Regions from separate parts of the Mus musculus genome. Here all the other regions are linked to region 1. Evidence: chromatin contacts called from public promoter capture Hi-C data. All regions are on one chromosome and are shown on one strand. The core of a region is the stretch at or near the end of the contact, and the rest is flanking DNA. Distances in the headings are between cores, read along the strand shown.

The links. Promoter capture Hi-C pulls out the DNA fragments that hold promoters and counts their contacts.
Region 2: a contact with region 1 is called in a promoter capture Hi-C map of embryonic stem cells, with 2.5 times the contacts expected there. The contact joins the enhancer-like site here to the promoter of 4933412E12Rik in region 1. A contact is called at or near these places in 6 of 39 promoter capture datasets (the C10 cell line, cranial neural crest, embryonic stem cells and 3 more), 5 of 115 datasets of contacts at active chromatin or transcription factors (cardiomyocytes, embryonic forebrain, embryonic stem cells and 1 more) and 1 of 9 other capture datasets (embryonic stem cells).
Region 3: a promoter capture Hi-C map of stem cell-derived epiblast-like cells shows a contact between it and region 1, with 2.4 times the contacts expected there. The contact joins the promoter of Cpm here to the promoter of 4933412E12Rik in region 1. A contact is called at or near these places in 4 of 39 promoter capture datasets (the 3T3-L1 cell line, 3T3-L1-derived adipocytes, liver and 1 more) and 1 of 115 datasets of contacts at active chromatin or transcription factors (embryonic stem cells).
Region 4: a contact with region 1 is called in a promoter capture Hi-C map of pre-B cells, with 2.1 times the contacts expected there. The contact joins the promoter of Mdm2 here to the promoter of 4933412E12Rik in region 1. A contact is called at or near these places in 5 of 39 promoter capture datasets (the 3T3-L1 cell line, hippocampal neurons, liver and 1 more) and 2 of 115 datasets of contacts at active chromatin or transcription factors (memory CD8 T cells and microglia).

Annotation. Positions count from the first base shown.
Region 1 is chr10:116,949,311-116,952,717 of GRCm38.p6, reverse strand. 4933412E12Rik (RIKEN cDNA 4933412E12 gene) reads right to left here and starts at 2,156. Exons shown (of 3, transcript NR_038026.1): 1 at 2,026-2,156. It overlaps Rab3ip (RAB3A interacting protein), which reads left to right and starts at 2,265. Exons shown (of 11, transcript NM_001359645.1): 1 at 2,265-2,458.
Region 2 is chr10:116,381,357-116,384,436 of GRCm38.p6, reverse strand. It overlaps Ptprb (protein tyrosine phosphatase, receptor type, B), which reads right to left. Exons shown (of 32, transcript NM_029928.2): 32 at 1-584. The coding sequence ends at 562. Among named protein-coding and RNA genes, the nearest start is that of Kcnmb4os1, 35 kb to the left of the region's middle. Within about 2 kb of position 1,451, at least 15 of the 459 cell types and tissues checked have an H3K27ac peak or open chromatin away from gene starts, as enhancers often do. A contact at or near this core is called in embryonic stem cells, where this site is marked.
Region 3 is chr10:117,628,224-117,631,473 of GRCm38.p6, reverse strand. Cpm (carboxypeptidase M) reads right to left here and starts at 1,974. Exons shown (of 9, transcript NM_027468.1): 1 at 1,947-1,974; 2 at 1,591-1,753. The coding sequence starts at 1,750.
Region 4 is chr10:117,709,290-117,712,518 of GRCm38.p6, reverse strand. It overlaps Mdm2 (transformed mouse 3T3 cell double minute 2), which reads left to right and starts at 1,761. Exons shown (of 12, transcript NM_010786.4): 1 at 1,761-1,967; 2 at 2,491-2,573; 3 at 2,735-2,819. The coding sequence starts at 2,739.

The sequences.
Region 1 (3,407 bases), core at 907-3,406:
GATGCTAGAGAATGGGCTGGGAGATCTACATCCAGATCCACAGGCAGCAGGAAGAGAGAGACACAGGGTCTGGCTTAGGCTCTTTGTAGACCAGGCTGGTCTGGAACTCACTGTGTAGACCAGGCTGGCCTGGAACTCAGAGATCCACCAGCCTTTGCTCTCTGGGTGTTGGGATGTGAGGTGTGTGCATCTATGCCAACCCCTAAGCTTTTTATAAATTCCTTTTCACAAGTTGGAAGCTTGCTTGGGTGGAGGTCACCCAAGCAAATCTCAAAGTCCACCCCTAGTGACACACTTCCTCCAACAAGGCCACACTTCCTAATCCCTGTCAAGGACCCAATTATAATAATTATAATATAAATAATTCCCAATGACCAAGCTCCAAATATATGAGCCTCTGGGAGCCATTTCTAGTCATGGCTCTACAGTAACTCTCCCCATTCTCAAACAGTGCTAGAGCCCACTCTCTAAGACTACAGATGATCTTGTAGTTAACATACATGTGGGTCACTGTGGGATTCACACACATTAGCATTACTGTCTTCTGTAGACCCGTGATGTTTTGGGTCTTACATTGAATAAACTGAAGAGCCAATCCTCCAAATGTTCATATACCAAATAGAGCATTCTCCCTGTGTGTCAACCATCTCCTCTTCCTACCTTTACAGAGTTCTCTGTCAAGCAGAGTGCCTGTTCTCAAGACACAGACTAAAGAGAAAAGAGAGGAAAGTCTACTTATGATTCATGGGGAATATGCACTGCAAGAGTTAAAGCAGCAGTTCTCAACCTGTGGGTCGCAACCCCTCTGGGATCAAATGACCCTTTCACAGGGGGTCACCTAAGACATCAGAAAACACAGATATTTATGTTAAGGTTCATAACAGTAGCCAAATTACAGTTATGAAGTAGCAACGGAAATAATTTTATGGTTGGGGGTTAGTATACACTATGAGGAACTGTATTAGAGGGTCACAGTGTTAGGAAGGTTGAGAACCACTGAAATACAGTGTTCTGGGATCACAGGTAAGGAGTTAGGGTTGGGAGGCAGGCGAGCATCAGGGAATGGTTTACAAAGAAACTGGAGCATGGGTTAAGTAATTACCAATTCCATATGATAAAAGATGTGTGTGTGAGCCGGACAGTGGTGGTGCATGCCTTTAATCTCAGCACTTGGGAGGCAGAGGCAGCAGATTTCTGAGTTCGAGGCCAACCCTGTCTCGAAAACCAAGACAAAACAAAAAGTGTGTGTGTGTGAACATCTCTTTAGAAAAAAAATGTGTAAAACAGGGAGCCCATAAAGTTTTCTCTTAATAGTAAACTTGTCTCCTTTTGTTTGAGTCTTTGGATGGTAGGAATTTTTTGTAGAGGTGTGTGTGTGTGTACACATGTGTGTTTCTGTATGACTCACTGTGTCACAGAATGTGGTGAGGTACACTAATTACATATATTAAACCACTTAACTCTCAAAACCTTGATGAGGTAGACATTCTTATTTCCAATTATCAGTGAGAAGATTGGCGATATTGCAGATGAACTCGCCTAAGGTCACAGAGGTCAGTAGGTGGCTGATCACAGGGACCACACACATAGCTTCCTTTTTATTACCACCTCCTTGATGTACTCAACAGAATGGCAGCCCCTGCCTCTGAGTATCACAAACATTGGCGGAAATACCGAGGATGACTGCTCCCTCCCACCCCCCATCCCTGAGTTTGATTTTCAGGGCTTGATTCTGTCTGTACTTTGTTTTTTGTTTTCCAACTTGGAAGCCCGAATGTGGGATGGAAGTTTGATAAGCAAAACAAAACAAAACAAAACAATAGATATAGTTCCTGTAAAAGATGAGAGACGGTCTTTGGAAACTGAAAGTGGAAGGATCTGGGTTTACCAGCTCCCCGCCCATCCCATCCCCCCCCCCCCCCCCTCCCCGGGCCCCTAACCTCCTACTCCAGCTTCAGGTATCCACAGACGCGGAATTTCAGGTCGGTTCTGCTTGTCCTCAATACACAGTCCAAAGCCTCTTACCATCCCAGGAGAGTTCACATCCTCCAAAGGCAGCCACAGGATTTCCAGCCAGAGTGGTTCCCAGGGAAACCGCTGTAGAGGGACCCTGGACTCCGCGCGTGGATTAGCCTGCACCGAGCCCCTCCTGTCGCCAGGGGGCGCCGCAGCGCGCGAGTCCCCCTCGCCACTCCCTCCCGGTCCCGCCTCTAGTCCCGCCCTCTCTCCCGGGGCGGGGGCGGGGGAGGGGGAGGGGCGGCCGCTTCTCCGCCCGGCGCTCGGCGCAGGCGCAGTCGGCTCTCCCTCCCTCGGCTCCCATCGCAGAGAGCGCCAGCCGCGGCGGAGTGGAGCGGCGTCTGTCCGCCGCCGTCCTCCGCGTCTCCCGAGCTGGGCACGCGCACCCTGCGGCTCTGCGAGCGCTGCCGAGCGCGGGCGGCGGCCGCGGCGGATCCGGCAGGTGAGTGCGGCGGCGGGAGGGAGAGGCGGGCGGTGTGAGCACCGCCCCCTCGGCGCCTCGCCTCGCGCCCTTGTCCCGCCGGCCCGGAGCGCGGCCGGGCAGGTGCAGGAGGCGGCGGGGAGGGCGCGGATCGCGCCCGCCCGTCCGCCCGTCCGCCCGCCCGCTGCGGAGCCCCGGGGACCCGAAGGGCGGCGGCTCCGGCGCTCACCTGGCGGCCCGCGCGGCCTCGGTCGCGGAGTTGCTTAAGTCGCGGGCGGCGCGGTTGGCCGGGGATGTGCGGGGGTCGCCGGTTCCCGGGGTCTCCCCCGCCGCGCTCGGCCCAGCCTGACTTCGGGAATCGGGACCCCGGGAGTGGGAGAACAGCGGTTCCCCCTGCGTGGGCCGCTCGCCCCCCGCCGCCCGCGGAATAGCGAGGCTGGGGAGAGGATGGTGCCGGGTGGACGCTGCAGCACGCGAAGAGTTGCCAGTTGTTGGGGATTAAAACATCGATCCGTAATGGCTGGCTGGCGCACTCTCCTCCGAGTTAGAGCTGGTGCCCCAGAGGCACTTTAGTTTCAAGGAAATGTTGCCTGTTCCCAGCCTACCTGTTTAGACACTTCTCAGTGTCCCCCGTGTCAAGGGAAAGAGCCCTGTGATCTTTTGGCTCTGGAATGATTGCATAATTGGAGGAGAGGCCGATAAGAGGATTAAAACAAACCGTTCTATTGTAAATCTCTTGAAAGACCCGGTTTCTGTTCATTACACTGTTCTTAAGTTTTTGTTTCTAAACAATGAATCGAGAGGAAAAGGAGGCAGAGTAGGTATGCAGCCCATCGTTGTAAATATTTGATACTGTTAAATATTTCACCAGTTTTATGGGGCCTTGTTCAGTTAGCATGTGTTATTTATTTACCAGGACTGTGCGTTTTCAGAGGACTTTTCATGTTTGAATAGACACTGCATTCCGAAT
Region 2 (3,080 bases), core at 202-2,701, 570 kb after region 1:
AATTTCTTGGCATATGGCCTACCACAAAGGTTTGGCCACAGCCCTAATCTTTTTTGACTATTATATTCCTTAGATCCCAGGGTCCATTCATAAGAAAGCAGCTCAACATAGCTAGCCTCATGGTATGCTCTCTTCAGCTCTGACGTTCGCTTACCCAGTGACTATAAGGACAGGTAAGAAACACCCCCGGGGACTGTCCTTGCGACTTCCTCTACACACTTTTCACCCGTGGCCCTGTCATACAGGCTGTATGGGTCTATGTACAACAAGCCATGAACACTTTAGTGTGAAAATATATAAAGCTTAATTTTAAACATTATGAAAAATACATATTTACAGGAGAAACTACAAAATACAAGTATGTACAATAATATCTGTTACCTTTAAATTACATAAATTCTTTAACATTCTCCAGATTAATAAATTATACATAGTATCAACAGAAATGGCTGGCACCCCCACAGGGCATGAAGCAAGGTTTTGTTTTTGTTTTTTTGTTTTTGTTTTTTTTTAAAGTCACACAGTGAAACGCTTTTATCCAGGGGATCTTCAGGTGAATTCTTAATGTCTCGAGTAGATTGCATCTGGAAGCAAAGATGGTATGGTTAGAAACTGTAGAGCAGTTCTCAACCCGTGGGTCACATTCCCTTTGGGAGTCGAACGACCCTTTTTACAAAGGGTTGCATATCAGATATCCCGCGTATCAGATACTTACATTGTGATTCAAAACAATAGGTAAAGCACAGTTATGCAGTGGCAGTGGAAATGTTATGGTTGGGGTCACCGCGACGTGAAGAGCTGCATATTAAAGGGTCAGAGCATCGGGAAGGCTGAGAGCGGCTGCTGTAGAGAGACTGCCTCCATTGTCCTACTTCTGAGATGTATACATGGAAGACACTGGTGGATATCACCCAAGTGATTTAGGGCATCACTAAGCTCTTTAGGATAGAGCATCACTATGGAGCTAGCCCATCCTCTTTAGAAAGGCAGAGTCCTGGACTTGGAAGGGACTCCTGTTGCCCATGCCTTGCCTCTGAGTTCCAGAGGCAGGCCAAGGCCAGGACACAGAGTACTCTGCCTGAGGAGACGTAGAATATGAACTCCTGGCAGCCTCAGAGCTACGTTCTGACTCCTAGCCTTTAGGATAGTAGTTATACTTCAAGCCCACAGTTAACTTCTTCTAGGCACACCCAAGCTTAGTTTTTCAAAGATTCTCAAACAAGTTAACGCAAGACAAAGAACGCTTTTAAGATCGACCCCACCGTCCTCCACCATCCGGGAGTTTCTTAAAAGAGGCTGACAAGCAAAAACCTTAATTTACTTCCCAGATAAATTAGGGGGTAATTATTTACAACACAAAAGATTATCTGATTTGCAGAGCACTCCTCTCAACTGGCTCTCCTTGGGTTCTTTACAGCTCACTGAACAATAACAAGCTGGCTGGGTGGGCAGGAACTAAACTCTTGTAAGAACTGAGAAGGCAGGTCTGAGCTGTGTCTGTTAGAGTGTGAGCAGAACACACAGGGCCTGAGCAAGGATCTGAGGCCTATGATAGCCCTTCCCAGCCTGGGTGGTACTTTTGGCCTCAGTGGTGCGCCAGAGGCAGGGATCTTCTTCTTGCCAGTTAATTATTGCTTGACAAAAGCAAGCACACCTTAAGAAGTTTGTACATTTTTTTTTTAAACTTCTGAATTGTAAAAAAAAAAAAATCTGAAAAATGTTACATACTTGTTCTAGAAGATTTATAAAACGGTCGAAAAAACATCACAGGGTCAGAGAGATCAATTTGACTGGCAGACCTCCTCCCCTTTATTTTTTTCCCCTCTATACATAATGCTTCTGTCTGTTTTTACATTCTGCATTTCTTAACTTGCCCTGCCTTGGTTAAGTTACGGTTTGTCACTTGTCGATATTTGGTCTCTGCTGTAATGTGGTGGGGCCTTGGAGGAGTGGGCCAAGCGGGAGGTGACAGGTGACTGCTGAGAGGTTAGAGTTGGACTCTCGGAGTGGGTTAGGCTTCACAGACATGAACTAGCTCCCACAGGATAGGTTGTTATGAGAGAACAAGCGTGATCCACTCAGCTATTGCTTTCTCTCTCTCTCCACATGATCTCATCTGATCTAACTGGCTGCTGGGACCCATCAGAGGCCAAATGAGTGAAGTCAGCCCACCCAGGGACTCCATTCCTTTTTTCTTTCCCTTTTGTGGTGTGAGCTCTACCATTGAGCTACACCACTACCCCAAACTCCTTGTCTTTATAATGATCTTAGTCTCAAGTGTTTTGTGACAACAACCAAGATAAGCTTCTTTATCAGGGGATCCATACTTACGATGCCATCCTCAAAAATACTCTGGAGCCAGGTAGGGTGGCACGCATCTCTAGTCTTGCTAACGGCAAGGCTGAGGTGGAAGGAAGGGATGCTCTAGCCAAGGCCAACCTAGGCAGTATAGCCTTTACCTCAAACGGCAAAAGAGTCCATTCTTAATGGCTACACTGTATTAGTATCAGTGAGTGTGCTCTGGCATAGCTAGTCCCTGCTATGACTTGAATATAACTTCTGTTTCAAGGGTCCATTATAGTCGAATGCTTGGTCTGCCAGGTGACAGGGTTAGACAATGCCGTAGTGAACCCTTTGGAGGGCAAAGAGTCCTCAGAGGAAGCTCTCTAGGGTAATGCAGTCTTGCCTCTCTCTGTTATCTCTTCTTCTGGTTGGAGATGTGACCTTGCCCTGTCAGGCACTCCTGGGATTCCTATCCACCATTCTCTGTGAAGTCACCGGGACTGAGCCAACACAAGCTCCCTGCTCTTGAACCTCAACAGGGTAAGCTAAACGAGTTTTCTGCTTTATGATGCCAGCCACCTCAAGGATTTTGCTGTGACAATGCCAAACTGACTGTATAGTCCTCTATGGCAGTACTGAATTTTATTCCAACTTGCAACTGAAAAGGCTTTATGCACAAAGTATATTTTGTGTACTTAAGATAATAGGAAGACTACTCGGTCGCAGACATGAATGCATTAAAGCCACTGAAACCCTGACTGCCAAATTCTTCTCACTATCAGTTTTGCGATTTGAAC
Region 3 (3,250 bases), core at 725-3,224, 680 kb before region 1:
TGTTGGGATTAAAGGCAGGCACCACCACTGCCTGGCTTCTTAGATCCTTTAAATTTGCTCTACTCTAGCCCTTGGATAAATTATTTTAAGAGACTCAATCTAGATGCTGATTCAAGATATAACTTTCCATATAACTAACCTCCATACTTGGGGTTTGTGGTGATCAGAGGATTTCAGATTATTTCCTTTTTTTTTTAAGATTTATTCATTAAATGTATATGAGTACACCATTGCTCTCTTCAGACACACCAGAAGAGGGCGTTGGATCCCATTACAGATGGTTATGAGCCACCATGTGGTTGCTGGGATTTGAACTCAGGACCTTCAGAAGAGCAATCAGTGCTCTTAACCGCTGAGCCATCTCTCCAGCCCTTAGATGATTTCTGACACCAACTCTGGCAATGCTGCTTCAAAATAAAGCTTCTATTACACAGTCAAAGCTGTTTTTATTGCATTTTTAATATTTCTCTGTAATACAAGAACTGAACCATGACATTAACAGTTATGAGAAGTGACTGGTTGCTTAGTAATGTGGTTATGAGACTTCCAGTCGAGTCAAGAGATCAGTGCTAAACTGCAGGTCAGAACTTTTGAACACAACTTCCACAGCTGAGCCAAACTGCATGAACTTCAGGGCTCTTTCATTCCAGGCATTAAGTTTTCTGGTAACCACTTTTGTGAGAATCAGCGTAGTAACAAAAGATTAGGAGATGATGCTAGCTGCTAAATTTATTTGCCCCACCCAAAATGATCAGGTGCAGGTCCTGGCTAAAACTTCACCCTCTATGGCTAGCAGGTTAGGTTAACGATACAATGCGGAACACAAATGAGGTCTTGAGTTTTATCTCCAGGAGCTAGCTAGCTAGATGGATGGATGGATAGAATCGCCATCTAGGTAACTCGACCAAAATTCTTAACTTCTTGGATCCCCATCTACTCTCTCCACTAAGAATATATAGTTTCAAAAGTAAAGCAGACTAAGTGATACATTTGCAAATGCTAAGGAGATCATTCGTTGTGACTTACTACCAAGCAGGTGTATCCTTCAAAAACAGCCTTTAGACATAGACCTACATTTTCTCATAACTTTAAGCTATCGGGTTAATCACATATGTGTAGAACTCGACAAAAGTATGGCACTGTCTAGTTTTAAAATGACCTGAGGAATCCGTAGTTAACAGTCACAATCAGTATGCAAGGAAGCCAACAAAAAGGGAAACTGAGGAAGATGTTTACCCTGAAAAGGAACGAAGATACACCTCTCAGATAATTACTTCCCGATCCCCAACGGCAATAAAACAGAGGACTAAGCGACAATGACTCTCTGTAGAGAAACGACAATATATATATACAGTTCCTCTTACCGCTCTCCTGATGTAACAAAATTGAAAAAACAAAACAAAAATAAAAACAAAAAATCAACCAACAAACAACAACAAACAAAAGCAGGAAACCCCTGACTGGGCAAGGTGTGCTTTACCTGCGTGGAGCGCGTTTGGAGAGCCTCACCAACAGGGGACCAGACGCTGTCGTTCAACTTACTTTTGAACGCGGGTTGAGGGTTAGGGATGTGCGCAGGAAGCCACCTACCTCTCACAGATTTCCCGATGCTGTGCAAGTGCGTGATCGAACTGTAGTTCTGAGCCACGCTCTTTAGGAACGCCTCCATCCCTTCCTGGTGGTGATATCGGAAATCCAGGGCGGCCACCACGGGCAGCAGAAGCCCCAGCCACAGGCGCGCGCGGTCCATGTCCTAGAGATGGAGGAGAAGTGAGCAGCTGGGTCCGCCACGGAGAAGCGCGGGCATCGCCAGCCCCGAGTCCTCTCCGCCCTCGGGGGCACCTGAGCTCTACGCTCCCTCCTCCGAGGAGCCAGGTGAAGGTGTTCCCACCGGAGCCCCGCAGCCCGCCCGAGTCCCCGCAGCAGCACCCTTCCGCAAACCTCACCAGTACCAGGCGCGCGTCTCCGCCCGCCGGCGAGCGCTGGGCGCTCGGGGGAGTTATAGTCCGGACAGAGGGGCGGGCCCCGGGCGACACGCCCACCAACACGCCCGCTCCGCGCCGCTCCCGCCCCGTGGGGCGGGATCTCCGCCCTAGCTCCCAGGACAACGTGCCCTGCAGGGTATTGAGGACAGCGAGCGAGCCTGGTGGGCGGTGGGGCATGACCTGTCGGAGCCCGTGTTGGACGTGGGGCCTGCCCTCCGCCACCGCGGTCCCGGGAACGCTGCGCAGATGGTGCCCACGGTGGGCGGTGGGCGGGCCACCTGGAGTCCAAGCTGGGCCAGGCTTTCAGCCCTGTGCTGCAACTGAGAAAGCCAGGGAGCTTTCAAGAGAGAACATGTGTGTGAGCCTTACGTGTGCCGAGTGTGCGGTACAGGACCATGTCCAACAAAAGTGTCTAGTAGATAGCATTTGACTGAATCAGAGTTGAGTTTGTGACCAACTCGCAGGACAAAAGCAGAGCTGCTGTCGTCGCTGCTCCGTGGTCCTCAGGCCAGTTCCGGTGCTTCTGCCTAAAATTCTGCTTTCTGGGTGGAGGGGGTGACCTGTGTTTGCATTAAAGAGAACACAGATCGTGACTGGTGAGAAGTGGGTTCGTGACAAGGGGCCATCATGTTCTAAAGGGCACCACACGCACAGTCTCTCTGTCCCATGGATTTACATACACTGTTAAAGAAACACCGGCTCCTGCAAGGGTCTGGGGCAAACAAACTCGGAAAACTACCGATTTGTTATAACACATCTTGAACAGATTCTTTTTAAATAGTGACGGCAGGGACCATCCCAAATTGAGGGGATGGAATTTTCTTCCCAGTGTACAGAAGGAGAGGGTTTTTCTTAAAAGGGTCCTTGAGGGTAGGAGAGATCACTGAGAGGATTAAGATTCTTGGGCTGCGAATCTGGCTCCCGGAATTGCAGTCTCAGAAGCCATCTAAAGGTAGAAGGAGAGACCGACTCCACTGAGTTGTTCTCTGACGGCAACAGGCACAACGTGATCCTTGCTGCACCGCGCCCCCCCCCCCGCCCGCCCCTTACATACGACTAATAAAAGAATTAATGTTTTAAAGCAGAGGTTCTCAGCCTGTGGGTGGAGACCCCCTGAGGACATAGGGACTTTCACAGGGATTTCCTGAATAACAGATATTTACTTTGCGTTTCATAAGAGTAACAAAATTACAATGAAGTCACAACGAAATGGTTTTATGGTTAGGCGGGGGGTCAGCACAAAATAGGGAAATGTATTAAAGGGT
Region 4 (3,229 bases), core at 512-3,011, 760 kb before region 1:
ACTGCACACAAGCCCAATTGGGCTACTTCATCTCCCAAGGCTTGGGTTCTGTGAGACAGGTTCTCTGTGTGCAGCCCTGGCTGATCTGCAGCTCACTGTGTGGACTCGTGGACACACTATCTTGAACTCACTTGTCTCTTCGTCTCTACTGCAGGGGTCAAAGGTCTATGCCACCATGCCTGGCTGAAGGTTATTAAATTTAAAATGAATATTCACTCCATTCCTAAGGGGAGAAAGGTTTCTGAAAAGTCCTTAATCACGAACTGTTGGGGAAATGAAGGCTGTCAGTAAGAAGTGGCAAGCCCCAAAGAACGAAATTACCTTTCTCCTTTAGGTAGGTTATCAATGTTACTCAAATTAGCTTTAAATTGCTCAACTCAAGCTATCCTCCTGCCTCAGCTTCCTGATTATCTTTGACTGTGCAAATGTGCCACCACCCCTGGTTTTAAGTCCTTTAAGATCTGGGGCTTTTGCTTTGGGGACCGAGGACTGAACAATGCAGGACCTTCTCGGTGCCACACACCCTCCGTTCTTAGATGTACCTTAAAAGGTGGACCCAGACGGCTGTTGCTCTGTACCTGGGATTACACGCACACCATTATATCTGGCCTTATCAATGCTTTTCTTTGACCTGCGTCCACACTGCCTAAAGCAGCGTCCAGGCCAAACTCCTATACCTTATAATGCTATCTTGGGCCCTCAAGATGACTAACAATTAGAAAGTTTGTAAACACTGGAGTGTATGTGTTGAAAAGGCCAGGCTGATTTCATGACAAGTTTCAAACTGGCAGTTAAGGGGACTAGGCCTAAATCTCTGTTTCCAAGAACTGGGCAATTCCGGGCAAGTCCGGGCCTCAGAAGCTGCCCCGCCTGAGGCAAGGACAATGGGTCAGCAGCAGTTTCCAGACTTTCTCAGCCAAAAGTTTCCAGCCCTCTCACCCCGGGAATGGAATGTCCCTAAAGATGGACCCAATAGATTAACATAGAGGTCACCTATCCCAGAATTCGCTAATATGCTTTATGTCAGGTCTGCAAACTCACTTGGGTGTCTCTATCTTAGTAATGGGGAGAGGAGACACCAGAATGCTGACTTCTGCAGATTAAAACATTCTTTGCGTTTACATACTATGAGCCCAAGGTGTCATGGACCCTAACAGTCTTTGAATTTTTTTTTTTAATTTTAACTTTAATTATGTGTATGTCTGTGCACACAGGTGCGGTTGCTCATGGAGACCAGAAGAGTGTGTTGAGTACCCTGCAATGACAGAATTTGTGTGGCGTGAGTGACTGAAAACCTAAAAAGGAGCTGTATGCACTCTTGACCATGGAGCTATTCATTTTTTATTCATTATTATTTATTCACTTTCCACCCCGCTCTCCGTTCCCTTCTGGGACACCCCCTTCTCACAATTTCCTCCCCGTCCCACTCCACCCTCTCTCACCTTGCCTATTTTTAAAGTCTTAAAAAAAAATCACTCATTTGTATACAACTTCAGCTGCTGGCGGGATGGATTTAAAAATACTACCCAGCTGTTAGTCTTGCTTTTCTTTTGGTAGCAGCAGCAGTCGGATAGGAACTTGCCTAGCGACCATTGCGGTTTCGAGCGGTAAACACAACCGCGCGGCCCCTCCCCACCTCCTGCGCGCTCCGGCACCGGGCGGCCGCTAAGCCCCGCCCCCCGCCTCCTATTGGTCCAGGAGGCGGCGTCGGGCGTGCGCGCGCGCACGCCCCGATGCCCGGATGGCCCGTGGCTTCCGGCGTTCTCTCCGCGGACGGTAGGGGGCGCTCGTCACAGAACTCTGCTTTGTTAACGGGGCCTCCGGGGCCAGCGTAGCCTAGGAGCGGCCGGTGAGGAGCCGCCGCCTTCTCGTCGCTCGAGCTCTGGAGCGACCATGGTCGCTCAGGCCCCGGCCGCGGGGCCTCCGCGCTCCCCGTGAAGGGTCGGAAGATGCGCGGGAAGTAGCAGGTACCCGCTCCGTGGGCGGCGGAGAGTCCCGATCATTCCCTCTTTTCCGCGCCCTCCGGGGCCTACTCGTAACCCGGGCCGGCTCGTGGGGTCGCGGGGCACGAGGCTGGGCGACCGTTTGCCCGCGCTGGGCCCTGATGTCATTCTGCGGCCGGGGGTGTGCGTGTGGGTGGGAGTGGGGGGTGGGGTGGGAGATGGCGCGGTTAGCACGGCGCATGCGCGGGAGGGGACGGAGGGAGGGGGAGGAGGGAAGAGCGGGGGTCTCCCAGCAGGCCCCGCGCGCGGGGGGCCCGCTCCGGGGTCGCGCTGGGCTCGTTGCTGGGGTCCAGGAGGTGACAGGTGCCTGGTCCCGGACTCGCCGGGATGCGGCTTCCGGGACGGGTGGGACTGGGCTGGGCCGAGTTGACTCAGCTCTTCCTGTGGGGCTGGTCAAGTTGGGACACGTCCGGCGTCGGCTGTCGGAGGAGCTAAGTCCTGACATGTCTCCAGCTGGGGTTATTTAAACGCTGCCCCGTTTCCGCAGCCGTCTGCTGGGCGAGCGGGAGACCGACCGGACACCCCTGGGGGACCCTCTCGGATCACCGCGCTTCTCCTGCGGGCCTCCAGGTAAGGGACAGCTCGCCGACGTCGTTTTGCATTTGAGAGCTATTGCCGAAAGACGTTTTCTGTCTCCTTCGTAAATGCATGTATCTATTTGTCCCTTTTCGTAGATGTTTTATAATTTCAAGTTTTTATCGTGTGTGTTGTTGTTTTTTTTCTACTTGTAGGCCAATGTGCAATACCAACATGTCTGTGTCTACCGAGGGTGCTGCAAGCACCTCACAGATTCCAGCTTCGGAACAAGAGACTCTGGTTGGTATTTCTGCCTCGAGTGTGTAAATATAGCTTGTTTTACCAGGTAATCGAGGAAACAAAATTGAAACCTGGATTATCGCACAGTCGTTTTAAGTATTTACCTACAAACTCTTAACTTTCTCGATTGCAATTGCATTAGAGAGTGGTCACTGCGACCTATATTTCCACAGCCCTTCCCCTGACGCAGGCTTTAGAAGTGCACAGTGTGTGGGTGCTGCTGGTTGTGACATGATGTTCTATCACTGTTCTAAATGGTAAACCGAAAGTCATAGAAGCATCCGTGCTTTTTGTGAGGATTTTAGTTATGAGAGGAATGCATAAAATATATAAAGTTCCAGTCTTTGCTCTGTATCTCTTTAAGTTTTCTACTTTATATTAGCATATAAAGGTGTTCTACAGCTTGTCAG